7 separate regions of the Mus musculus genome follow, and regions 1, 2, 3, 4, 5 and 7 are each linked to region 6. Evidence: chromatin contacts called from public HiChIP or PLAC-seq, capture Hi-C and promoter capture Hi-C data. All regions are on one chromosome and are shown on one strand. Each heading gives the region's core, a stretch centred on a gene start, on an enhancer-like site or on the middle of the called end of the contact. The rest is flanking DNA. Distances are from core to core; before and after follow the strand shown. Region 1 holds the start of Cers5 (ceramide synthase 5). Region 2 holds the start of Lima1 (LIM domain and actin binding 1). Region 3 holds the start of 2310068J16Rik (RIKEN cDNA 2310068J16 gene). Region 4 holds the start of Adcy6 (adenylate cyclase 6). Region 5 holds the start of Racgap1 (Rac GTPase-activating protein 1). Region 6 holds the start of Spats2 (spermatogenesis associated, serine-rich 2). Region 7 holds the start of Asic1 (acid-sensing (proton-gated) ion channel 1).

What was found. Promoter capture Hi-C pulls out the DNA fragments that hold promoters and counts their contacts. HiChIP or PLAC-seq counts read pairs in DNA pulled down with a chosen protein or histone mark. Capture Hi-C pulls out chosen DNA fragments and counts their contacts.
Region 1: a promoter capture Hi-C map of liver shows a contact between it and region 6, with 2.8 times the contacts expected there. The contact joins the promoter of Cers5 here to the promoter of Spats2 in region 6. A contact is called at or near these places in 4 of 39 promoter capture datasets (hematopoietic stem and progenitor cells, hippocampal neurons and liver) and 1 of 9 other capture datasets (pancreatic islet).
Region 2: a capture Hi-C map of macrophages shows a contact between it and region 6, with 6 times the contacts expected there. The contact joins the promoter of Lima1 here to the promoter of Spats2 in region 6. A contact is called at or near these places in 6 of 39 promoter capture datasets (cranial neural crest, frontonasal cranial neural crest, hematopoietic stem and progenitor cells and 3 more), 1 of 484 Hi-C or Micro-C datasets (embryonic stem cells) and 1 of 9 other capture datasets (macrophages).
Region 3: a contact with region 6 is called in an H3K4me3 HiChIP or PLAC-seq map of embryonic stem cells, with 8 read pairs. The contact joins the promoter of 2310068J16Rik here to the promoter of Spats2 in region 6. A contact is called at or near these places in 3 of 39 promoter capture datasets (hippocampal neurons, liver and pre-B cells), 1 of 484 Hi-C or Micro-C datasets (embryonic stem cells) and 1 of 115 datasets of contacts at active chromatin or transcription factors (embryonic stem cells).
Region 4: a promoter capture Hi-C map of embryonic stem cells shows a contact between it and region 6, with 4 times the contacts expected there. The contact joins the promoter of Adcy6 here to the promoter of Spats2 in region 6. A contact is called at or near these places in 4 of 39 promoter capture datasets (the C10 cell line, embryonic stem cells, liver and 1 more) and 2 of 115 datasets of contacts at active chromatin or transcription factors (embryonic stem cells and pancreatic cancer cells).
Region 5: an H3K4me3 HiChIP or PLAC-seq map of bone marrow-derived macrophages shows a contact between it and region 6, with 2.7 times the contacts expected there. The contact joins the promoter of Racgap1 here to the promoter of Spats2 in region 6. A contact is called at or near these places in 2 of 115 datasets of contacts at active chromatin or transcription factors (bone marrow-derived macrophages and embryonic stem cells).
Region 7: a promoter capture Hi-C map of liver shows a contact between it and region 6, with 2.3 times the contacts expected there. The contact joins the promoter of Asic1 here to the promoter of Spats2 in region 6. A contact is called at or near these places in 2 of 39 promoter capture datasets (both in liver) and 2 of 115 datasets of contacts at active chromatin or transcription factors (embryonic stem cells and stem cell-derived neural progenitor cells).

What each region holds. Positions count from the first base shown.
Region 1 is chr15:99,770,831-99,774,353 of GRCm38.p6, reverse strand. It overlaps Cers5 (ceramide synthase 5), which reads left to right and starts at 1,839. Exons shown (of 10, transcript NM_028015.2): 1 at 1,839-2,171. The coding sequence starts at 1,975.
Region 2 is chr15:99,873,938-99,877,394 of GRCm38.p6, reverse strand. Lima1 (LIM domain and actin binding 1) reads left to right here and starts at 1,939. Exons shown (of 11, transcript NM_001113545.1): 1 at 1,939-2,062.
Region 3 is chr15:99,971,496-99,975,186 of GRCm38.p6, reverse strand. 2310068J16Rik (RIKEN cDNA 2310068J16 gene) reads left to right here and starts at 1,900. Exons shown (of 1, transcript NR_028124.1): 1 at 1,900-3,020. It overlaps Larp4 (La ribonucleoprotein domain family, member 4), which reads right to left and starts at 2,407. Exons shown (of 16, transcript NM_001024526.2): 1 at 2,204-2,407. The coding sequence starts at 2,221.
Region 4 is chr15:98,602,637-98,606,056 of GRCm38.p6, reverse strand. Adcy6 (adenylate cyclase 6) reads left to right here and starts at 1,325. Exons shown (of 21, transcript NM_001368413.1): 1 at 1,325-2,183. The coding sequence starts at 1,326.
Region 5 is chr15:99,649,678-99,653,422 of GRCm38.p6, reverse strand. Racgap1 (Rac GTPase-activating protein 1) reads left to right here and starts at 1,767. Exons shown (of 17, transcript NM_001253808.1): 1 at 1,767-1,916.
Region 6 is chr15:99,125,283-99,128,695 of GRCm38.p6, reverse strand. Spats2 (spermatogenesis associated, serine-rich 2) reads right to left here and starts at 1,851. Exons shown (of 13, transcript NM_139140.1): 1 at 1,809-1,851.
Region 7 is chr15:99,668,469-99,672,112 of GRCm38.p6, reverse strand. Asic1 (acid-sensing (proton-gated) ion channel 1) reads right to left here and starts at 1,736. Exons shown (of 12, transcript NM_009597.2): 1 at 1,219-1,736; 2 at 1-329. The coding sequence starts at 313. Gm34880 (a long non-coding RNA gene) reads left to right here and starts at 2,257. Exons shown (of 4, transcript XR_875662.3): 1 at 2,257-2,705; 2 at 3,364-3,644.

The DNA of each region.
Region 1 (3,523 bases), core at 590-3,089, 650 kb before region 6:
CCTAACACTCTCCATATGCGGCATGGGATAAGGCTAACGTCTGAGAAGCACTCAGGTGAGGAACACTTTTGAGTGTCCTCACTGGGTGGCTCTTTCATGACTGGCCCTCACCTCACACTTTAAACATACCCTACTAGTTGTGAAGTTCCTTTATCTGTTGTCCTCAGACCGTAAGTTGAGATTACCATCACCGCTGTCCCCAGTTAGTTCCTGGCTATTAGCCTTGTAGCTAAGTTTTAACCAATGTTCAGGGCTCTCTGGCAATTGAAGGACAGTTTAGTCCTCTGAAAACTGCCTGGTCTCTGGTTTGTTTCCTTGTTTAGGTAGATTTACAAGAGTTCAAGGTTTGCTCTGACCATTTAAAGTTGAGGTGGGGGGCTGGAGAGATGGCTCAGCAGATAAGAGCCCTGACTATTCTTCCAGAGGTCATGAGTTCAAATCCCAGCAACCACATGGTGGCTCACAACTATCTGTAATGAGATCTGATCCCCTCTTCTGGGGGTGTCTGAAGATAGCTACAGTGTACTTACATATAATAAATAAATAGGCCAAAGCGATCTGGGCCCAAGCGGGCTGGAAACAATAAATAAATAAAAAAATAAAGTTGAGGTGGTTTGTAAGATAAGGAAATGAGAGTTCTGGAGTCTAAGTATTTTCTTTCTTTTTTTTTTAAGATTTATTTATTTATTATATCTAAGTATACTGTAGCTATCTTCAGACACTACAGAAGAGGGAGTCAGATCTCATTACAGATGGTTGTGAGCCACCATGTGGTTGCTGGGATTTGAACTCCAGACCTTCGGAAGAGCAGTCGGGTGCTCTTACCCACTGAGACATCTCACCAGCCCCTCTAATTATTTTCTAATTACAGCTGTTGGTCTATATGACTTTGGGCAAACTATTCTGCCTCTTTGGACTTCAGTTTATTCCTTCATAAACTGCTACATGACAGATGTCATTAAAACTAGCGGTCATTTATTTTCCTTTTGCCTTGTTGCTTTTTTTTCCCCCCATTACCTTCTGCCTCAAGAGGGGAGAGGAGGAACCTTTTGTCCTGTACTGTATGCAAACTGGTCTTAAAAGGAAGGGACAATTCTCTCCCTTTGGTCACCCAAGTGCGGAGCCGTCAGCTGTGAAACACTACCTCCCACAGACACTCAAAAGGGAATGGGGGTGGGATGGGGAGGTCTCATGAAGTTCATTTTGGCCCTGAACTTGCAGAGAACGACCCTGAGCCCCAAGTGGGATTACAGTGGAGGCTGGAATTACAGGCTTTTAATGTAAAGATATTTCAAAGCCTTGTGTTTTCTCTGAGAAAAAGTGAAGGTAACTTTTAAGGCCTAAAGCCAAGGAGGGGGGTGGAGATCAAGGAAGTGCAAAAAAGGAGAAGGAGGAGTAGGAGGAGGAGTATGAGGAGGAGGAGGAGGAGGAGGAGGAGGAGGAGGGGGAGGAGGAGGAGGAGGAGGAATCAACTAGGATGAACAGCACAGCCGGCTGGCTGGGACACCGGGACTGTAAGTGATGATCAGGAACGTATAGCCGGGCCGGGAGCCAGAAAGAACTTGAATCTGCTGGACTAGGAAGAGTGTTTCCAAAAGGGAGAAACTAGCCTGAGGTAGGGGTGTGACCATGGTGATGTCGAACCTGCTGAAAGAAACTGGGCGTGGCTCGGGCTGCAGGTGAGGGGCGTGACCAGGACAGGTGGGCGTGGCCAAGAAGAAATGGGCACGCGGGGCGAGGCCGGGACCCACATGAGGGGCCTGGGCTGCTGCGACGGAGAAGTGGGCGGGAAGGCGGGATGGGCGGGGAGGAGGCCATCCTTGCGGGAGAGGCGGGCTGGGCGGCTGGGAGGACCCAGGGACGGAAGAGGGTGGCCGTAGGCCGGGCCCCGCCTCGGGGCCGCCTCCCAGCGGGTTCCTTTTGCCTTGACTGCCTCCGAGGCTGTGGCGGCAGTGGCCGCCGGGCGCGCGTAAGATGGCGACTGCAGCAGCGGAAACCCTGGGCCTCCTGTGGGGTTGGCTGTGGAGCGAGAGCTTCTGGCTGCCTCAGAACGTGAGCTGGGCGGACCTGGAGGGCCCGGGCGACGGCTACGGCTACCCGCGCGCCCAGCACGTGCTGTCGGTGTTCCCGCTGGCAGTGTGCATCTTCTCCGTGAGGATGCTGTTTGAGCGGTGAGCGTTGCTGCGCGGGGCCGGGGATGGCGGGGGGTAGGGGCGGGACGCCTGGGCCGGAGACCGAGGGCCGGAAGCCGAGGCGGCGGGGCGGGGGAGCCGGGGAGCCCGGGCCGCGGCGGGGATGCTCGGAGCCCGGCGACGCGCCCCTGGAGCCTGCGTGCGCGCAGACCGCGCGAGTCTAGGGTGTGGGCGAGTGAGAGAGAATCGAGGGGAGTGCTGGGCCTCAGAAGTGCAGATCACAGAGTCGCATGGAGCTCTCGAAGGCTGCCTCCCAATCTCCAGGAACCCAAGAGTGAGTCGTGCTCCCGCAGTGCCCGGCGAGAGGAACGGGAAGGGCCTGGGAGAACCAGAATTAGCTGGGGTCCTGGAAGCTTGTGGGTTCAGTGCAAGCGCCAGAGCTTCCGAGCGACGTAGGTGGATGCATGAGATGTAATGTTTGCTAAAGTTACTTTACTTCTGGGGTTTGAAACAACAGGATCAGTTAGGCCCCAAGCCCTGATTTGTTAGCGCGTGAACGTGTTAGTATGACAGCAGACGTCTGGCTAGGATAGGGTGTGGTGAAGCCTGAGGCTTCCAACATTTGGGGAAGGTGTCAAGAGGAACTGCTGAACGGGCCTTGGAAGCCTGAGATGGGAGAAGTGGTCATTTTGAAGGCGATGGAGCCTGAGACTTTATTGGAAACAGCTTTGTGAACCAGCTTCTAAGGTGGTAGTATTCACAACATACTTTGCCCAGCTACATGCTCTGGGCAGAAGATCCCCCCCACCCCACCCCCACCCCGTTCTTCAAAGGGCTAGTCTTATCTGCTGCCAAAAAGACACTGTTCTTCAAGGATCTGATGCGATCTGTAATGAGGATCAATCATAGCTGTGTTTTTGATAAAGCTTACTCAAACTCCAAGGAAGTACTTTCCTCGTAGGCAGAGACGCCTTCTGTAAAAACCTTATCTAGAACAAACACGACACTGATGCCAGAATTCCTTTTCTAGTGTGGAGATGTGGTTAGACAAAATAATCCATTACTCAGAAGTATCTGTTTTGGATTACTTCTTTGATTTGTCTACAAGGGTTTTTTTTCTTATATCCAGCTAGTCACTAATCTGTATTTAGTAATACTATTTATCTCTTCTAAAAGTGCTATGCCAGACACTCAGATGCAAAAAGTAAATATATAATAAATAGATTAAGTGAAACTCAAAGTCTTTTCTGGGCCCCCAAGAATTTACAGTTTTTCAAGATAACCATCATTATCTTAAGTATCCCTGAGGTGGAGGTGGAGGTGCAGGCTTAGGAGAAAACTGGATCCTGCTATTCTCTTCCATAGTGAGGGCTGAAAATGAAATGCAAGAA
Region 2 (3,457 bases), core at 690-3,189, 750 kb before region 6:
ATTTTTGTTGTTGTTGTTGCTGCTGTTGCTGTTGTTGTGGAGAATGGACTCCTAATTGGCTCGGTCCTGTGTTTTCTATTGAGGGGATTCCGTATACAACAGAGTGAGTTTGTTGAAGTCCGGTCCCATATTGGTAACACATCCTCTTTAACATTCTCCTGTCCCAGCTGGTTTTGTGTGTCAACTTGACACAGCTGAAGTTATCACAGAGAAAGGAGCCTCCCTTGAGGAAAGGCCTCCATGAGATCCAGCTATAAGGCATTTTCTCAATCAGTGATCAAGGGTACGAGGGCCCATTGTGGGTGGTGACCAGTTCTCAGGCCTTGGATTATTCATGTTTAATGGTGTTAACACAAAATAAGCAGGCCATTAGCCTAAGGTTATTTTTGTACCAGAAAGTCCTTCTAACTGATTAATTCTGAATCGAGACAGCCATTCACAGATAGCCAACCAGTCAATTGGTTATATAACTAGGGAGCTGCCATGTGACCGTATCAAATAAAGCAAAGCCAATATCATTACTTCCTTGTTCGGCTTATGAAGCTCCTTTCCCAAGCTGTTAGAGAAGTTTGCTGATTTCCCGTTTAAAAAAACAAAAACAAAAACAAAACCCTTTTAATCTTCGAATAAAGTTAATTTGCTTCTTTAGTACATTTATCCAGAAATCAGTCTAGGTTAGATTTTTGAATGATATTCTATCCTTGGTGAATGGCTCAATTCCTTAAAACTTGTTCATCAACAGCTTTTTGTAGGTTTCTTGTTTTGTTCCTTTTGGGTTATTCTCACTCTGTAACACTGGACATCCAGGGACTCAAGGCAACCATCCTACCTCAGTTGCCAGGATAAAGGCCACATGTCCTGTGCCCTTTGCCAGTGACTGCTTTAGGAGTTGAACAAATCTTTCTACCACTGGCCCTTATGATACTAATCAACACTCACATGAAAAGCCTCAGAATTCCTTTCGTTTGGTATGTCACTAGACCTCAGGAAAGGATACTATCAAAAGGCTTCGTGCAGAGAGGAATGGTGGTGGAGCCAAGAATCTGAGGGCTGGATGGCCACATGCTATGTCTCCTCATGATCTATTCAGACCCTCACATTCCTAGTGCAGAAACAGAAACAGGTCTTGCAGACACTGTTGAGAAGTGCAAGCCCACTCTAGGGTGTGTGCTACTACCCTTCTCTTAGAGCCTCTTTTAAAAAAGACTTTTATTTAATCTTATTAGTATGTATATGTGTGTGAGTGTGTGATGTGTGTGCAGTTCCTCACGGACGCCAGAAAATGGTATCAGGTTCCCCAGGTGCTGGAGTTACGGGCAGTTTTGTGAGCCAACAGCTCAAAGATCACTTCAGCTACACTGTGAGTTCCAGGCTAATCTCAGCTACATGTGATGACCCTCCTCTGTCTCAAAAGAAAATGAAGGAAAACCACCCGTTGTTGAAAAAAACAAAAAACCAAAAACCAAACAAACAAAACCCATAGCTCTTGGAGAACTTGGACACCACCTACTCTTATCTAATCCTATCCTTTCCTGAGGAAACTCAGGTCCACTGAGGTGAAGTGATCCAATGTAGTCTGAGCCAGGCCTCTTTGGCAGCTCTTTGCAGCACAGGGCATGGCCTCTCTTAAAATACCTTTCCACAGAACTTACCCCGACAGCACCAGGAACTTCCCTGAAGTTGCACTTAGACCAGATTTCTGGGTGAGTCTCAGATCAAACTGCTGCAATCTCTAGTCAGAGAGAGATAGGGTGAGCCAGAAAGGGGACACGACCAAGTTGGAGGCTGACACAGGAGCCACGCCTCCTGCAACACCACCGCTACTAGGGCGACGCTCCGGTCACGAGTTGAACACGCCGCCGGGAGCGAGCACGTTCGCTCCAAGGCCGCGCGGGAGGCGGGAGACGGGCGCGCCTCCGCGGCAGGGGGCGGGGCTCTGAGCGGGGCCGGGGCGGGGCCGCGGAGCTGAAGGTGCTGCAGCCCAGTTGCGACAGGTGCGCTGGGCAGACAGAGCGCAGGACCGTGGCCGTGCAGCGCCGAGCCCCGACGGCTTTCTAGTCAGGTAAGCGCTTCCTCTCGCCTCGCCCTCCGCAGCCTGCATGCGCGCGGAGACCCTGCTGAGCCCCGCACTCTCCCCGCGTATTTTGAGGCGGTGGGTAGCAGGAGCAGGAGGCTCACCCCTTGGGGTCCACGTTGGAGGAGCCTCCCATGCTCCGCCCTCCCTTCTGGGAAGTCCAAGGGACTGAGACTTCGCTGCCTGGGCCCCTGGTCTCGCACGGGATGGAGGGAAAGTGGCATTTCATCAAAAGTTAAAACACCCTCTTAGGGAGGTAATCCTGCCACTCTTTCCTTCTTCCACGCGGCCGTTCCTTTTCCAATTTTTCTCCCGTCCATTCCTCCAGATGAACTCTGGTTAAGACTTAACATCCTTCCGAACAGTTCCTACTTGCTGTGTCCTTCCCAAATCGCTATGGTGTACTTGAGCTGGGATCCACTGCTCACTCGCATCCGTAGGTGTTAATATTAGGTAACTGTACACCCCTGGCCACACACACTGGAGCTCGAAGTCGTGGGTGCTAGGAGCGAACCATCTGGCACCCGTCCTAGCCTTCTTATTGGTGCTCACAACAATGAGTTTAGCTGATCCTGGTGAGAGATACTGATCTGCTATTGTCTTGCAACTAATTCCAGCTCTCAAAAATCTGCCTAATCCAAATGGTTCTGTTGACTTTGCAAGTTAGCCGAAGACTGTGAGGTTATGTTTTTAAGACGTTGACCTTTGGAGGGCAGATCATCCTTGGCACGGAAGTGGGTGAGTGGGCTACTTTGTATCTACATAGTTACTGGTACAAATACCTAGTCCAGTTAGTCTATGGACGACCAAGTGTGATCATGTTTAGACAGCCTTCAAAAAGCTATAGAGTTAGCAGGAAAGAACAACTCCTCCTCAGTCGTTGTCTTCTCCTCCTCCTCTCCCTCCTTTTTCTTCTTCTCTTCCTCTTTCTGCTTCTTCAGAGAATCCCTGACTAGCCTTGAGCTGGCTATCTAGCTTTGGCTGCCTGAAATATGGCTGCCTCTGCATCTTGAATGTTAGGATTAAAGGTGTGCTCCACTGTCCCTGACCTTCAATATATATATATATATATATATATATATATATATATATATATATATATATATATATATATATATATATATATATATATATATATATATATATTTTAAAAATTACCATTTGTGTGATGTGTGTGCATGAATACCAGCCATCGTGCTATGGTAGGCTTGTGGAGGTCAGAGGGCAGCTTATAGGAGTTGGTTCTCTCTAACTTAGGATTTGAGGATCAAACTCTGGTCCTTAGTCTTGTGCAGCAAAGGTTTTCATCTTCTGAGCCATCTTGCCAGCCCAGAGAAGTTCGTTCGTCCTTTCTTTCTTTCTTTCTTTCTTTCTTTCTTTCTT
Region 3 (3,691 bases), core at 651-3,150, 850 kb before region 6:
ACAAAAAACAAAAAAAGAAAGAAGCAAGAAATGTGTAAGATCACAAAGTAAATCAATTACCATTATCAAAATATTGTAAAATTGTTGATATGTTAGACAAATCAGGGTTTTTTGTTTTGGTTGGTTTTTCAAGACATGGTTTCTCTGTGTAGCCCTGGCTGTCCTGGAATTGGATCTGTTCACCAGGATGGCCTAACCAACCTGCCTCTGCCTCCCAAGTGCTGGAATTAAAGATGTGTACCACCCCCCCCCCTGAATTCTAACTGGTTTTAATATATTTCAAAACATTAATTTTCAATAAACTACATATGAGAAAATGATGAACTGAGTGACTAATGAGCATATTAACTAAATTTACATAGTAGTTTGGTGGAAAATACAATAATAATTCATTAGCAGAGCCAGGAGTAGAGGTGCACTCTGGGAGGTAAAGGCATATACTATGTCTAAACTTGGAAATATGCCTTTTATCCCAGGGCTCAGGAAGCAGAGGCAGTCAGATCTCTGGGTTTGAGGCCAGTCTGGTCTAAAGAGGAGTGCCAGGTAAGCCAGGGCTACAAAGAAAAAACCCTGTCTCCGGGGGTGGGGTGAACAATATTTGCACGGCATGGTAATTCCTAAAAAGGAAACTAAGCCCTGCTTACAATAAAACCTGATTTCTTGTCCTTTTCAAAACCAAGGTGAACTTAAATTAATAACAACAAAATAAACAGAAAGATTGAGTCCACTGTTCGAAATTTTTAGTGGACTGTTTCAAATATCCAAATGAATACATACTACTGACCTTCAGCATACATTAATTAAGCGTCTTTAACGCCTAATTTTTAGGATCCCAAACTTATCAACTGAAAGGTAGATCAGTAATGAGGGAAAATGAGTATAGAAGATATAAGCAGTTATTTGCTTAATATACAATACACGTGTTTGTGTGAAAATGTCCTTATGTAACACAATACCAAGTACAACGAATATACACAATGAAAAATAAGAATTGCTTATTTACTTTATGCCAGACTACCCTAAGATTCTCCCACCACCACTCTGAACACTCTTTGCCCCTAAGTTAGCCCCATCTTCCAAGTCCATTATACAACCTGTGATTCCGTCTCTCATGAAAAGATTCTTTTTATGGGCATAGTTAACAAATGCCAAGTTGCAAAGTTGCAGCTTTGCTGGATTGACGTTTTCACAATGTAAGAACAATATGATCTGGAATCTACTCAAAGCATTTGCCAGGCAGTCAGCTGATGCTCACTCAACACAACCGGGCAGAAACGAGAGAAATTAAACTTCATTATTTGTCTAAGACAGGTAATCACTACCTTGAAATCTCAAACAGGCGGACGGTAGACGGTCCAATAGAAACGGTATTTCCACCGATCCAACACCACCACAAAACCCCGGCTTCACCTAAGTTTCTCTCCTCCTTTGCAATTTTCCTTGTAACTGGCCCCGAACAGGTTCGCGGAATCAACCCGCACCACGCAGCCGCAGCCCGAGTAACTTTTACAAAAGGTCAGAGCGGTGCCTTTCAAGGCTTCCGACCCCTGTGGGGCTTCGCCGTTCGCACCAGCTCGCTTTCTCCCCCCGCACCCCCCTCGAACGTTCCAGAGCCGGCGGACGCAACCCAACAAAATTTTGGTGCAGCTTGGGGGGTCCGGAGGTGGGGGGAGCGGGCGAGCTTTCTACTCTCTTAAAAAAAAAAAAAAACAACAACAACACGCCCCTCCCCAGTTAGCGAGACAAAACCCCACCGCGCCCGCAGTTCCCCTTCTCCCGCGCTCCCACATGTTGCTCGCTCCGTCCCAGGCGGCCCCGCGAGGCCTCGCTCACCCCCAGCGCGCCCACCTGATCGCCCTTTCTCCGCAGGCTCCGCCCCCGCCGCCCGCCCGCCCGCTCGCCTCCTTCAGGAGCTCCATATGGGACACCCTCGGCTCCCTCGGCTCCTCACGCCACCTCAGCCCAGCCCCCGACGCGCCGCCTTCCCTTTCCCTGCCGCCGGGGGCCTCGACCCACACAGGCTCCTCGGGCCTGCGGAGGGCACAGCGGGGCTGCACGGCCTGCACGGCCCAGGTGCTGTGTCAGCCTCTCGTCGGGCTCCGCGGCGTGGACGGCCTGGAAAGTCACATGGCGGTGGGACCGGCCCGCGCCCCGAACACTCCGGCTCTTCTCAGAGCCCGACCGGGCGACCCGAGCCACTCACCTCAACGAAGAGCAACATGTCTGCTTCCGCTCGGCCCGATCGTTCACGCTGCCGCGACTCCAACTGGCTCCCAGGCCCGGGCCCCGGTCGGTAGGATAAGGACACTCGCCTTGCCCCTCCACCCGGCAGTGGACCCGGCTCCTCCCCCGCCGTCAGCCGCTGCGCCCTGACCCGCCCAGTCCCTCCTCCCGGGAAGCAACAACTGTTTCCGGTTCTGGAGGAAAACTGCTTCCGGGGGCGGAGGGCCTGCCCGCCCCTGTGCGTGCTTCGCTCCGGCAGGCTCGTCTGTGGCGGCGAAGGCGAAAGTGTGTGGTACGTGTCGCGTGTGGGTCGACGCCCGGGAGGCCGCGCCGGGCTGTGCAAAACGCTCACTAAAGCATTTGTACTTTCTACCAAAAAGCTGACACCGCACTGCTAACCCTTGCGCAGATTCGTGGTTAAAAACCTAGGTCCGATTAAAAAGCGACCGAGTGCACCCGCCCCTGCTGATGACGTACTGGCTCCTCCCGCCCCTCATTAGAAAAAAAAAAAAAAAAGCTGAAGAGGGAGCTAAGATACTCTTCAGCTACTCAGTGCTTGTACTTTACTAAGCATTTTGCATAAGTTAATCTTAAGACCCTATGAATGTATTGTTGGAGGAGTGCTGGAACAGTCAGATTCCTTTCGCTACAACTTTGATAAAACTTTAGCCCAAGCCCCTCGGAATCAGGTCTCATTAACATAATGATGCTCCGCTGTGATGCTTAATGCTCTACTAAAAATAATTAGCCTAGATCTCTTCTTTATTATGTTTTCATAGTCAAATAAAATAGTATACAAATATTTAATTATTTTTACTAGAGTTATTCTTCCTCTACCAGTCTCTATTGCTCCAGTTTCAAACACTTTTTTTTTTTTTAATTTAAAAAAACATGAGCCGGGCGTGGTGGCACACGCCTTTAATCCCAGTACTTGGGAGGCAGAGGCAAGCGGATTTCTGAATTCAAGGCCAGCATGGTCTACAGAGGGAGTTCCAGGACAGCCAGGGCTACACAGAGAAACTCTGTCTCAAAAAAAACAAAAAAATAAAAAATTTACATATATATATTTGTGTGTGTGTGTGTTTCCGTTTTTTTGAGACAGGGTTTCTGTGTAGACTAGGTTGTTCCCGGAACTCACTTTGTAGACCAGGCTGGCTTGAACTCACAGAGATCTACCTATCTGCCACCTGAATGCTGGAACAACACCTTAAAGTGATGTTTTCATTTCATCAACTCTTGCTTGTTTTCTTGTTTTTTTTTTTTTTTTTTTTCCCCACTTTGAGACAGGGTTTCTCTGTGTAGATCTTGGCTGTCCTAGAACTCACTTTGTGGACCTGGCTGGCCTAGAACTCAGAAATCCGCCTGCCTGTGCACCCCCACCCCCACCCCCACCGAGTGCTGAGATTAAAGGTGTGTGCCACCATGCCCAGCCCTCTTTATCTTTCTTAAAAATTTATTTTCATTCTAT
Region 4 (3,420 bases), core at 76-2,575, 520 kb after region 6:
TGCTCTAAAGCATTCATGTTCTTTCTCCTTGTCGGCTCTCCACCCAGCTCTTTGTGATACTAAGTGTGGAACCCAACGCCTTGTGTGTTCTAAACAGGCATTCTACCACTGAGCCGCACTCCCCTCCCTCCTTTCCTCCTTATTGTTTGCTCCTACGTTTATTGAGCACCTACTGTTAGCCCCAATAGCTCTGGAGATGAAGTGCTGACAAAAATAGGTATAGTTTCTACATGCACAAAGCTTGTAGTCCCCGGGACGGAGGCGTACGTTAAACGAGAAATGATTTAATTATAATGGCAATAAGTACTGTGGAGGAGATGAACAGAGGTTAAACTGGACCAAACGTAGTCTTAGGGGTGGGGCTGGGAAATTTTCCGTGAGGAAGTAACGTTTAAACTGTGACCTGTGGGAGAAATTGAATTTAGTTTGCTGAAGAGTGTGTGTGTGTGTGTGTGTGTGTGTGTGAGAGAGAGAGAGAGAGAGAGAGAGGGGGGAAGGAGGGAAGGAAGGAAGGAAGGATATGGAAAGAATCCCTTTTGTGTAGAGGTCAACGATCAACAGTTCACAGCAGAACATATTCTGTTGACAAGATGTATTAGGCTTGTGTGTAGTTTGTTTTTGTTTTGTTTTCTTTTCTGAGACAGGGTTTCTCTGTGTAGCCCTGGCTGCCCTGCAACTCACTTTGTAGACCAGGCTGGCCTCGAACTCAGAAATCTGCCTGCCTCTGCCTCCCGAGTGCTGGGATTAAAGGCGTGTGCCACCACACCCAGCTCAATTTTTTAAAATATGCTTTTATGTGCATTGGTGTTTTGCTTTCATGCATGTTTGCATGAGAAAGTCAAAGCCCCTGGAGCTGGAGCCATAAACAGTTGTAAGATCTGCTTTGTGGGTGCTAGGAATTGAACCAGAGTCCTTCAGAAGTATGGGGAGTGCTCTTAAAAACTTAGCTCTCAGATCCTTTACTTATATGGTTGCTGGGTCTTTTCCATGTGTCTGTGTTCCTTACCTTTGAGTGGGGGTGCAGCTGCCTCTCCTGGGGCAGTTTTATCAAGACGGTGGGAATGGGAACTGGTGAGATGGCTCCTCAGTTAAGAGCACTGACTGCTCTTCCGGAGGTCATGGGTTCAAGTCCCAGCAACCACATGGTGGCTCACAACCATCCACAACGAGAAGCAAGCAAGCAGGGCTGGAGCAAGAGGGAGAAGGGGGGGAAGATGGTGGGAATGAAGACCAGAGTTGTAGGAAGCGCTCAGGTCACAGGCTACTATGGTGGCTGTGGCCACGCAGTGGTATTAATACCATTCCCTGTCTCTCCTCCCAGCAGCATGTCATGGTTTAGTGGCCTCCTGGTTCCCAAAGTGGATGAACGGAAAACAGCTTGGGGGGAACGCAATGGGCAGAAGCGCCCACGCCACGCGAATCGAGCCAGTGGCTTCTGCGCACCTCGCTACATGAGCTGCCTCAAGAATGCGGAGCCACCCAGCCCCACTCCTGCAGCTCACACTCGGTGCCCCTGGCAGGATGAAGCCTTCATCAGGAGGGCGGGCCCGGGCAGGGGTGTGGAGCTGGGGCTGCGGTCAGTGGCCTTGGGGTTTGACGACACTGAGGTGACCACACCGATGGGCACAGCTGAAGTGGCACCGGATACATCGCCTCGGAGCGGTCCGTCCTGCTGGCACCGGCTTGTGCAGGTGTTCCAGTCTAAGCAGTTCCGCTCTGCCAAGCTGGAGCGGCTGTACCAGCGGTACTTCTTCCAGATGAACCAGAGCAGCCTCACGCTGCTCATGGCGGTGCTGGTGCTGCTCATGGCTGTACTGTTGACTTTCCACGCTGCGCCTGCCCAGCCTCAGCCTGCTTACGTGGCCCTGCTGACCTGTGCCTCTGTCCTTTTTGTGGTACTCATGGTGGTGTGTAACCGACACAGCTTCCGCCAGGACTCCATGTGGGTGGTGAGCTATGTGGTCCTGGGCATCCTAGCAGCCGTGCAAGTCGGGGGTGCCCTGGCAGCCAATCCACACAGCCCCTCGGCGGGCCTTTGGTGCCCCGTGTTCTTCGTCTACATCACCTACACTCTTCTTCCCATTCGCATGCGAGCCGCAGTACTCAGCGGCCTGGGCCTCTCTACTCTGCATTTGATTTTGGCCTGGCAGCTCAACAGCAGCGACCCCTTCCTTTGGAAGCAGGTAGGTGTGACAGAGTGAGGGTGGGAAAGAGAACTTGCTGATGGAGGGACACAGTATCGATATAGCCATGTCTAGATCGATCAGGCCAAGCTTCACGGGCTAGCCTCTGCTTGGGACTTGTATCAGTGAGCATTGACGAGGAACAGGTCTGTAGTGTGTCACCACAGGCCAGTCTTCAGCTCTTTGGCTTAGGTCAGTAGACATGCCATGTGCAGGTCTCCCTGACCTCTTGGTAACCTCTGAGACTCAAGCCCTGTTGTTACTCCTACGAAGAAGCAGCTGTAGGTAGTTTTGCAAAGCTTCCATAAGCAAGGCCTTTCTGCTCCTTGCCAGAAGCTGTGGCCTGTAGCCCACCATGGCCTCAAAAACAAAGAGAAAGTTGCTTGGGGCTCCTGGGGTGAGGAGCTGGGTACTTGGGCTTCATGCCCTTCCCTGCTTGGAACAGTACATACCTTTTTAACAGTAACTTTATAGCTAGTTTGTTGTGGAGCAGAGTCCCCGCAGGGCACTGTCAGACCTCTTAAAGGGACAGACCCTTCTGTGCTAGCTAGGCCCTAGGTTCTCTTCTTGGTTGCCTGAGAAGTGGGGGTTTGGGGTGAACTGCTCTTCTGGGGGAGAAGATGCTCAGGAGTGATGTGGTATCCCCCCCCCCAACTCCGTCAGACTTGCCAGAAGGTGGGTGTGTGACTCTTCTCTGCTCTCAGCTGGCCTGGCGCCCAGGGCCCAGCCCTGTGCCTGATAGATGGGGGAGGTTGGGTCTGGGAGGCCGGAACTGCCAGCCTCCTACCTCACCAAGGTGCCTGGCTTCAGTTCCACCCCATGGGGTCCCCACATTCCTGGGATAGTAGAGAAAACTCTGCTTCTCTGCCCATCTGCAGTGTCTCAGAACTGAGAACCACTTCAGGTGCCCAGTGGGGCCTGTGAGTGTTTCTGCATGGAGTAGGGGCTTGTAGCCTCCTTGGGCAATCCCTTCCCAGGTCCAGCCCCACTTGTGTCCGAAGGAAGAACTTTTTTTCTGATGCACTCACTGAGACGCCCCGAGCAGTGACTAGGCTGGGGTGGCCTCCAGAGCCTTGGCATCCATTTTTTTTTCTCACGGTAGATAGGAATGAGTGTGGTTATTTCAGTCTCTCATCCCTCTCCCCCATCCCTCTGCTGTGACTCACATTTTCCTTTTGGGCTCCTGGGGCCAGCAAGGGAAGTTGCCTGGATTGCCCCCCTGCCGCCCCCCCACTGG
Region 5 (3,745 bases), core at 518-3,017, 520 kb before region 6:
GCTGCCTACCATGCTAAATGCAGCAGTAAATCAAAGGAGTCCTACTGCGGTTCTCTGGAAGCCGATGGACTGGCCAGCAAAGCAAGGGGGTATTTACTGAGCAGATACTTGGTACTGGGACATGTGCTTCATTTTACAAGGATGTCTGAAAGGCCCCGAGAGTCAGACATTGTTTCCACTTATAGATGCCTGAGCCAAAGCACAGCACGTGGAAGGCCCTACAAAAGTAACTAGAAGAATCAGAAAACGATGAGGTAACTCACACAGAGGAGGAAGGGAGCTAGAAATTATAGCAAAAGCACACAGAGGCAGGCAGCATAGACTCCTTTGAAGAAAGCATTAAAATAATAATAATAATAATTCAAGTTGCCCAAAGGACAGATAGGACTTAGTCAAATGAAGTTGGGGGAATGGGCAGGAAGGATGTTTGGGGCAGACGGAACAGCAAGAGTTCTGCAAGCGCTGGATGCTAAGAGTAGCTTGGTGCACTTCAGGACCTGTAGACAGGAGGGAGTCAGGAGGGGCAGCTGGAGAGCCCGGAAGCCCAGGTTAGGGGAGCCCTGTTAAAGACCCTGATCTTTTTTTAAGGAGGAGAAGTGAAACGGTTAATGGTTTTCAGCAAGGAAGAGCCATGGTTGGATCTGATTTTTTGTTTGTTTTAGGCTGGTGTGAAACTAAGTAGCAGAGGCTGGTCTTAATCCCTCAGCCTCCACGCCCTAAGTGCTGGGGTTTCGGGTGTGTGCCACCACACCCACCCAGAACTGCCTTTGAAAATACCACGGTTGTAAAGAGTTCGAGGAAGGGCTCAGTTCCCTTGGTGGTTAGACTTCTGAGGCAGGCCAGGCTGGCCTTGAACTTACAGAAATCTGCTTCTGCTGTGCTGGGGTTAAAGGGGTGTACCTGGATCACTGTTTCTAGTAAACTCTAGCTAGCCAGTATTTTGTCAAGTTGCTAGTAGCCACACCTACCAGTAATTAGTAAATTCAGGAAGGAAGGGACACCAACACAGAGACATAACAAAAAAAGGAACAGAAACATTGGGAACACACTAATAGATTAAGATGAATAGTTTGCTGGTGTACGTAAAAGGCATTTCTGATGTTGGGTCCAGATCTTTCAAAGTTTCAAAGCCTCTGTACCAATACGACGCCAAATTTTAAGTGCCACTTATTAAATGGAATTATAACACTTCATTTTGCATTTCTATTTGTTTTCTTGAGCTGTCTTCCCCCATTCATAGCTACTGGAAAGCAGAGACCACATGATCGGTATTTTTTTCTGATTCCTAGCAGAGTGCTTGCTATGAAGTTGGCATACTTACTGTGCATCAAATAGAAGTCTGAATGAATGCGTGAATGAATGGAGGGATAATTATAGCTCAGTAAATATGGTTAAAATGATTGCTGCTCTGTCTCCTTCTGGAATTCTTCCTATTCTACAGTGAGACCCGAAAACTATTCAGTTATTAGTTTCCAAGGGTCCTATTTGACTGCGTGGGGAAACAGGAGGCAAGAAATAATATGCAATTAGTCAACAGGTCATTAGGATAATTGCAAGAAAGGAAGCTGGAGCCTGGAATGTGAGTCCTACACGGGCCACGAAACACCCACTACTCCCGCAAAATTGTGTGTGTGCCCTTAGTCAAAATGGCCGCCTTTCGGGCGTCTCGCTAATGTAATGCGCATGCCCATTCCGTTTTGCGCCCGCCCCCTGGCCCTGACACTTGCGTCTTCGTGATTATGAGCTCCTCTGTGATTGGCTGGTGCGTGATTTTGAACCGGATCTGGCGGCGCGGTTTTACACTGCCGTTAGTGAGGCGCGTCGCTGGTAGACAGCAGCCCTCCTGGGGCGCGGCGGCCGGAGAGTGAGCGCCGCGGGCCGGACGGGGTTGCGTGTGCGCGGGGCCGGGAGCCTCGGTAAGCCGGTCGAGGTCGCGAGCGAGCGAGCGAGCGGGCGGCGGGGAGGCGGGCGAGGGGAGGGGGCGGCGGGACCCGGCTGCTCTCGGCGTGGCGCTCCTTGCAAAGTCGGGGCGTCCTTTTGAGGCGTGGCCGGCCGGGTGCGGGTGTGGTTCCCTCAAGGTGGTCTTGGCGAGCCCCAGTGCCGGGCGTGGGAATGGCGGGGAGAGCCCCCTCATACCCTTTTCCGAGGAACAGTCTCTTTTGAGGGAGAAATCAGGTGTTTGGGGAACCCGGCGGCCTGACGTGGAGAGCCTCTACCTTCTAGGCTGTCTCCCACAAGGCTCATTAGAACATCCCTAGTTGTGGAGAGTTGGAATGTTGCAAATTCGGAGCCTATCTCGGGTGATTTTTTTTTTCCAGGCCCCCCCCCCTTTTAATAATTTATTGCCCACCTCTGTCACTGACCTACCTACTGTTCTGTGATTTGCATGTGAAACCCTTTGGGGTGTATTAATTTATATGAACAGCTTCCACCAACAGAAAAGCTAAGACTTGTTCTTAACTATAAAACGTAGTGAGAATGGTTATATCACAACGTAGTATTTTGGTATTCTGGATTCATGTTCACTAGCCAGGGTCACTTATATTTGGCTCACTCATTTCCCTTGGAATGAGAGCTTTGTTTTTGTGCCTCAGAAAGAGAGGAAGAAAGAGAGGAAGAGGGGGAGAGACTGACTGCAGTACTCCCAATAGTGTATCGGAAGGTTATTGGATTTACTGTTTACCTTTTAAAGTTCTATCACTCCTAAATAAACTGGACTCCGTGTATGTGTGGTAGTGTCTTATGTAGCCCAGGCTGGCCTCTTGTAGCCAAGGATAACCTTGGACTTCTGAGCCTCCTGTCCTTGGAGTGCTGGGATTACAGGCATTACAGGATAACTTGGAGATTACATGTGTGATCTGCCATTCTCAGTATTTGCTGTGTTGAGGACAGAAACCAGGGGCTTGTCATGCTAGAGAGACATGGTATCAGCTGAGCTACAGGCCAGCACAATTGTACATGTAATTTCACGTAAGACTGTCTTCTACTAACCTTTAAAACCTCTGTGGACTGATGAGGCTGCATGTCAGGCTGCCAGGGTGCAGTAAAGATAGGGACTCTTATGCTGTGTTAGACTTCAGTGCTGTCTGCTGGTCAACTTGGCTTTTGGGTTGATGAAAGGTAGGTGTGTGTTTGTTTCTGTTTTTATTTCTATTCTGAGACAGGGTTTTGCTGTGTGTAACAGCTCTGTATGTCCTGGAACTCTGTAGACCAGGCTGGCCTGGAACTCACAGAGATCTGCCTACCTCTATGTCTCCTAAGCACTGGGATTCAAGGTGTGTGCTGCCATTCTCCGGGTGAAAGGTAATTCAGGCCAAAATTTCATCTGATAGTCACAAGGAGGTGTCTGGTGTGTTAGTGGAGCTAAAGATCACTCAGATAATTTGGCTGCAGATCTGAGACATTCTATCAAACTCTCCACAAATACAGACCCTCCAATCTTAGCCTTATACTTTTTTGGTTCTGTTTGGTTTTTGTTTTTTGAGATAGCTTTATAGAATTATAACATTGACTTTTACCCCTGGGTTTCCCCCCATATAAGGTTTTTATACCATGCTACATTAATAAAAAACCTGTTGCACCAAGCCTTGGGCACTGTTCTAGATACCAGTGGCTCTGCAAAGTCCTTGCTTTCCAGACAGTAAACTAAGTGAACATATCAGGTGGAGACAAGTGCTCTGGAGCAGAAGCAACCAGGAGTTATGGAAAATAGTGTGGCTGGAAGAGACTTCACTGAGAAGTAAAC
Region 6 (3,413 bases), core at 602-3,101:
ACTAGAATGCACAAAAACACTGACACACACCTCATTTAAAATAAGAAGAATTTTTTTTCTAATTTTTAAGGTTTTTTTCATTTATTTTTATTTTTTTGTTTTCCAAGATATGATTTCTGTGCACGGCCCTGGCTGTCCTGGAATTCATTTTGTAAACCAGGCTGGCCTCGAACTCACAGAGATCTGCCTGCTTCTGCCTCCTGAGTGCTGGGATTAAAAGCATGCATGGCCACCATCAGGCTATAAGTAAGAATTTTTAAAGGTACATTTTAGGTCATGATTTTTTTTGATATTTAGAAGGTGGCCTAATGCTGCCCGCTATCAGAAACACAGCTGAAAACTATAAACGGATGACTGCCCAGAAATTTTAGTTTAGATGAGTCAGCAAAACTTCACGTCTCACCAATGAAAAGCTTAACGCACACATCTATGAATGCATAATGATAATAATAGCTTCAGAATCAGTGATCTTCCAGTCAGTGCTGTATCAAATTTGGCCTGGAAATTAAAGTATAAAGAAGATACAGGCCCAGCCTCACAGCTGTAATCCCAGCAGCTGGGAGTCTGAGGCAAAAGAACTTTACTTCAAAGGCTAACTGGGGTTACACAATAGGTCACAAGCCAGCCTAGGTTACTGATAAAGACTAAGACCACCCCCAAGGGGGGAGTCTGGGGGGGGGGGTGGAATGCAAAGTCCATAACCCTGAAATACTTATTCACAGGACTCCCAAACCACCTTAACTCAAAAATACGAGAATGTGGAGGCAGTTTGACCACTAGGAATCAGCATCCCTGAACAATTTCTAAAAACAAAAAACCGAAACTCTCTTCCCCCAAGCACAAAACCAGAATTAGAAGGTTTATGAACATTTTTTTTTCAAGCCGGAACATTTCTCAATGGGAAACAAAAATTCCAACAAAGGACAGACAACTTAAATTTAAAAAGAAAAAAAAAATCACAGTTATTCATTACTTTTCAAACCAAACATCTTCAACTCCGCAGTATCGCTGACCTCGCTCATGGTAGAGTACTGCCGGCAGTGTGTTCTCTCTTGCTTCAATAAATACGGAGAAATTATATACAGTAGTCTGCTGAGCTGATCGAGAATAAATATTACAGTTTTGCCTTACAACAAAATGAACTATAAATAATAATAATAAAATTACTGGGAGAAGGGCTTGCATGCCTTAGCAAGGGGCCAAGACTAACCCACTCCCTAAAAAAAAAAAAAAATAGAATCATCTTGGATGAATTAGGAGACGAAGACCCTCTAGTGCACCTCTATCCTAGGCTCTGGTTTAATTCAAAACCAAACTCGTATTTCTTTGCCTCTCTTTGCCTTTTCTAGTCCGGTTTCCTCTCAAATTCCGAAATTGTCCTTCTACCCTTTAAGTCCCATGATGGCACTTGCGTCCTGACACAATGCAGAAGACTTTACACATGCCCATCTCGCCGTACTTCACATTTCAATCGACCCATTATTTCATTCTTTCCGATCCCGCACGTAGTTTCTGAAATCTAGGACCGCACACACGCTCTCGCCAGAGTCCCCCTCACTCCATTGTTTCTCCGGCCTATCCTCTGGAAACTCCCCAACTCGGACCCGTGTGCTTCGCTCGCCCCTTTAACCCCAGAAACCCGCGGCCCTCTCCACACTGCGGGAACCAAAGGGCTCCCGGTCCCCCTCCTCTCGGTACCCCAACCCCCAACAACTGCCCCTTCCCTCTTTCCCCTTCCTCGAGCCCTCCCTCCACCTCCGGCCCCTCTCGCCCCCGCCACCCACTTCACCCAACACCCCCAGCCTTACCTAGCCCGGGCTCCCTGCAGCCGCCGCGTCCCCCCAGTTCCGGGCTCTGCGTTCCGGACGCTCCCGGGTCTGGGATGAGGAAAGAAGAGCCTCCGCCTCCTCCTCGCCCTCGTCCTCGGGAGCCGCCGCCGTCGCTGCCGCGCTCCTCCCCCAGCTCGCCCGAGGCCCGACGCCGAGCCGCCCCGCCCCCACCGCCGCCTTCCCCGCGTCCCTCGTCCGCCGGGCGGCCGGCAGAGCCTCGCAGGCGCGGCTGGGGCCGGAGTGCCCGCGGATCCACAGCGACCCTCGTCCGCCCGCACTCGCGCCGCCGCTCGCCCCTCTCGCCCCGCCTCGGAGCCCGCGCGTGCGCGCGCGCTCGTACTCGTGCATGCGCCCCCCGCCAGCCGGAGCGCAGGGCGCGCGCTCGCGCCGGCGCGACCCCGATGCGCCGCACGCGGGAGACCGGAGCCGAGGGGACCGGGGCGCGCGGCCGGGTTACCGCTCCTCTCAGGCGCTCTCCCTTCGCGCGGGGTTCGCGCGCCTGAGTTGCGGGAGACGGGGAATTAATTCACTGAGGGGTTGAAGGAGCGGGTCAGGGGCCAAACGGGAAGGAACGGCGGCGAGACGAGCAGGGCGCGTACTCGCGTCCGCGTGCGGGAAAGGCGACCTAAAGCGGCCGGGCTAGGAGTGGGCGCCAGCGTGCCCCTAAGTGACGAGCCGAGCGGGAACTGACGGAAAGAGCCGAAACTCACCGGAGGTGGCCGAAGATTCCCAATGGGATCCTAGAGCCTTTCGCTCCAGGTCTGCAGGCACGTCCGCCCTCTCTAGCAGGGAACAATTCAGCCGCTCACTCCCTTTAACTTTGCCCGCCTCCGGACCTACCTTCTGCTCCTAAAGGTTATTTCAGAGCCACCTGGCCACCCAGCCTGATGGGAGAGGTTCTGGAGAGAGGATGTGCGAGCGAACGACCTCACACTTCCTGCATCCCTCTACGTGGCTGTGATTAGGAAGGGCTGTTGTCGAATCTTTCTGTTAAATACCTAACTTCGTAATCAGGGCTCGAAATCTCCAGCCTCTCCAGAGCCAGATCATCGCTAGTATTGATGTATCTTTTGAGTTAGTGTCTTACCGGTTCTGATCAGGAGAGAGAGGTTAGGAAGGGCATGTCCAACCACATTCAAGCCAAGGAACTTAAATATGAGACCTGTTTTGGCGGTTATTTTTAAAATCTAAATAGTGAACTTTGTGGAAGACAATCATGTCACAATATCAAAAGGTTGGATACGCCTGGTAGAGGCTGAGTTTTCGACTAAATCATCACTGAAAATATTCATCACCATCTACTTCTCACTTCCTTTGAAGCCAAGCAAAGGGGCTTTGAATAGTCAGAACCACCTCAAGTGCGTGCTTATAGATGTGTGCTACAGGCAGAGCACAGTATATCCATATGTTTTATCACTCCAGTCTTAGATCATATAATTGACCATGGGACAGTATGTGTCTGCCAAGTCAGATGTCTTCATCGGATCCTTGTTCTTTTTGCTGTGCACTGTTTTTATTTTTGTTTATTGTGACAAGATCTGGCCATGTAGCTCTCTGCTGGCCTCCAACTCTGGAACTTCCTGC
Region 7 (3,644 bases), core at 487-2,986, 540 kb before region 6:
TGGAGACTTGGCTAAAGCGAAACTCATTGAGGTTGCAGAGAGTGACGGCAGGGAAGGTGAGCTGGGAGGCAGCCACCTCGTCGAGCTTGGTGACGTGGTGGTAGCAGAAGTAGTACTGCACACGCTCAGTGCACACACACAGCAGGACGGCCAGCGAACCCAGGAAACACAGGGCCCACAGTGCCCGCTTCAGAGACAGCCGCTCATAGGAGAAGATGTGGGCAAGACCGTGCAGCGTGGAGCTGCTGGCAAAAGCCTGGATGCTCACCGGCTGGACACCACCCACCTCCTCCTCCTCGGTCTTCAGTTCCATGCTTGCCAAGGGGATCCTAGAGGGAGGAAAGAGGAGACAAGACTCTGTCATTGTCCTGAGATGAAGGCGCATATAGGGCCCCTCCAATTATGTCCATTCAAAATCCTTAACCGGAGGTCACTGCTTGTCCAAGGGAAGACTTCCCTGACATGCAGGCTCCAAAGGTGGCTTGAACGAGGGACCATCCAAGATGACAGTCATTAAAACATAGAGGCTTGGAGGGGGGGGTCAGCTCGGGTCGAGAGAATGGTCTGCAAGCTTCCCAGACTATGGGGGACCCCAGATACAGCCACTAGAGTGAAGGAGGGAAGTCCCTGATGCACCCACAGGCAGGCATGGGAGTTCCCTCCAGATGTGAGGTCACTCTGGGACAGGAATATCTACCCCAGCCAAGATCAAACTCCCCATAATGGGCTGAACCAGGGGTCAGGGGCTCTTCTCTTGATCAAGGGTATCCCCAGGAACAGGCTGTCACCTCAGGAGCTAAACCAGGGCCACCTCTCCGGAGGTGGGCACATCTGGGGAGGGGCCCTGCCTGTATCCTCACCTTCTGTGTCTCCAGTTCTCAAACAAGCACAGGCATAGGCGCAGGCTGTGTGTGTATGTGTGTGTGTGTGTGTGTGTGTGTGTGTGTGTGTGTGTTTGGGAGAGGATGGTAGGCTGCCTGAGGTGGATGTAGGAATGGGGGGGGGGGGCGCGGTTCCCTATGACAGCCAGTTATCCCCGCCCCGAACGCACCCCCTCCAGTCCAGCTTCTCGTCGCAGTCATATTCCCGGCTCGGCCCCCCGCCCCCTCCCCATCCGCCGAGCCTCCCCAGAAGCTGGAGAAAGCTACAGTGGAGGAGAGTCTCGGCTTTGGGGCACCAGGAAGCCCGGGGCCCAAGGCAGCGGGGTCGGAAACCCACCTGAGGGGGCTGGGGAAAGCCGGCCGCCGCTGCAGGTCCTGGGGCGCGAGGCGGTCCGTGGGCTCAGCGCCGCGCGGCGGAGGGGCTCATGGCCCGGAGCCCGAGCCGCCGGCTGCCGCGGCACCCGCGTAGAGCCCTGCAGGGAGCGGCCCGCTCGGCCAGCTCGGCTCAGCTCGGTCCGCCGCCCGCGCGCGCTTGCTCGCTCGGCTTGGTCCGCCCGGGGCTCGGCGCGCTGGCGCTGCGCGGTGCTCTCAGCCCCGGGATCTGCAGGGATCCATCGTCCGGCCGGGAGGCGGCGGGAGGGGAGGAGGAGGGGAAAGGGTGCGCGTGCGCGCCTACGAGTGTCTGCGAGGGTGTCTCTGGGCCGGTGTGCGCGGGGGGCCCCCGGCCCGGGAGCGGAACCGAGGGCTCCCCCCGCTGGCTCGCCTCCTCCCGCCGCTCTCAGCAGAGCTGCCTCGTTCGGATCCCGGAGCCGGCTCCGCTCTCTGCTTGCGAGGCCCTGTGGCTTGTGTGTGTGTGCGCGTGTGTGTGCGTGTGTGACTATGGGGTGTGTGTGTGTGCACGCGCACGTGTGCGCGCAGGAAGGAGGGTGTCTGCCCCCAGCGTCCCCCTCCCCACGTTGTCTCCTTCGGATCGAAGCTCCTGCTTCTTGCTGCTGCTGCTTCCTCTGATGGCACATGCACACGTGTACACACACACACACACACACACACACACACTCCGAGTCACAGTCACACTTGACTGATTCAAGCATTTGCCTGTGTGGAGATACAGGCACATTCAGACCGGAGTCTTACCTTGCCACTCAGCCATCCACACATCACATACACCTACACATCCCTGAAGCCTGACCCTCACACGAGCACTTACCTGTTTGTACACATTCACTCACCTGCTCTTATTCCTGCTTCCCACCTTCATGTGACCCACACACATGCACATATATAAATACCCTTGGCCACCCAGACCCCATTTGTATATCAGTGGATTTCTTAAGCAGCCCGTGTGCAAGTGCCTCATTGGCAGATCTATAAAGCAGAGAGGAACAGAGAGAAGAAAAGAGACATGGCCAGAAGTGAGGGCAGATGGGGCAGAAGTAGGGAAAAAGAAAAAGATACAAAATGAAGGCTGCAAGGAGGAGTGTGTTCTGGGATGGACCAGAAATCTGAGTCCTGAAACCTGGAGGCTGCTCCTGTAGCTGTCACCTCTCTCCTTCCCTCCCTCTTTCTTTCTCCGAGGCCTTGGGGGGGGGGCCCTCCCTATCCAATTAGCAGAGAAGGAGCAATCAAGGGGAAGTTGTTAATTTGCTGATGCTCATTAGGAGCTCTTAACACAGAGGCTGTTGAGGTCTGATGGTGTCAGATGATGGTGTGGTGTGTGTGTGTGTGTGTGTGTGTGTGTGTGTGTGTGTGATGCAAGATCAGAATTATATCCATTGCAGCTCCTTTGCTCCACTTACAGGCTGGTGAAGCTCTGAGAGAAGGAAGGTGAGAAGCAGGTCTCAGGGACATGGTTCTGGGTTTGAGTTTGAGGAATGAACCTGACATAGAGGGAAGAAGCTGATGAGAATTTGTGAGGGGTTGGGAGTAAGAGGTACCCTAGAAACCAGTGAAGATGTCTCTCCAGGGATAGGGGTTTAGGTCTGGTGAGAGATTGAGGTCCATTCAGCAGGACCCAGAGCGCCAAGCTGCCAAAATAAAGATAGTATCTCGCCTTCCGGCTGGGGAGCTGTCCAACGGCACAAGCGCTGCTGGTGGGCTGCCATGCCCCTGGGCAGCCACCAGGTGACAGCACTCTCTCGGATACTTAAACTCCACTTAAAGGGCAATGGGGGAGGCGGCCTGTGAAACTAGGAATTACTCTAGGAGGGTCGCAAACGGGGTTTAAGTGATGATTCTAGCCCTGGGTCTAGTCTGGTTCCAGGCTCTCCAATGTCCTCGGGGGAGGGGAGGACCATCTTGGAACATCTGTAACATCTTTGCAAACCCCACAAGCTGAGCGACACGTGGAGCCTCTTCTAATGGCTGCAAATTGCTTCAATCACCTGGGATGTTACCGAGGGAGCAGGGAGCAGCGTGGGTGGAGGGAAGGAAGGTGATGAGGTGAGGTGGCGGCAGGCGAGGACTGATTGAGGCCAATGAACAGCCGCAGGAGTAGTCCGGGGAAAGATAAAAGGCATGAATCAGGTATCCAGGCTCCAAGAACAGGACCTGACCCCACCACGCAATACCACCGGCAGGACCCTTGGCCAGTCCAAGCTTCAGTTTCTTCATCCTTATGATGAAGGTTGTATTTATTTCACCTTGTTTTTCAATGATTATGTGAATCACTGATGGAAAATGCATAGTTCATTGATCTGTGTTTGTAAATCCCCAGTAACAAATGTTACTGGCACTCTGATTTAGATCTGGAAGAAAAAAAAATAG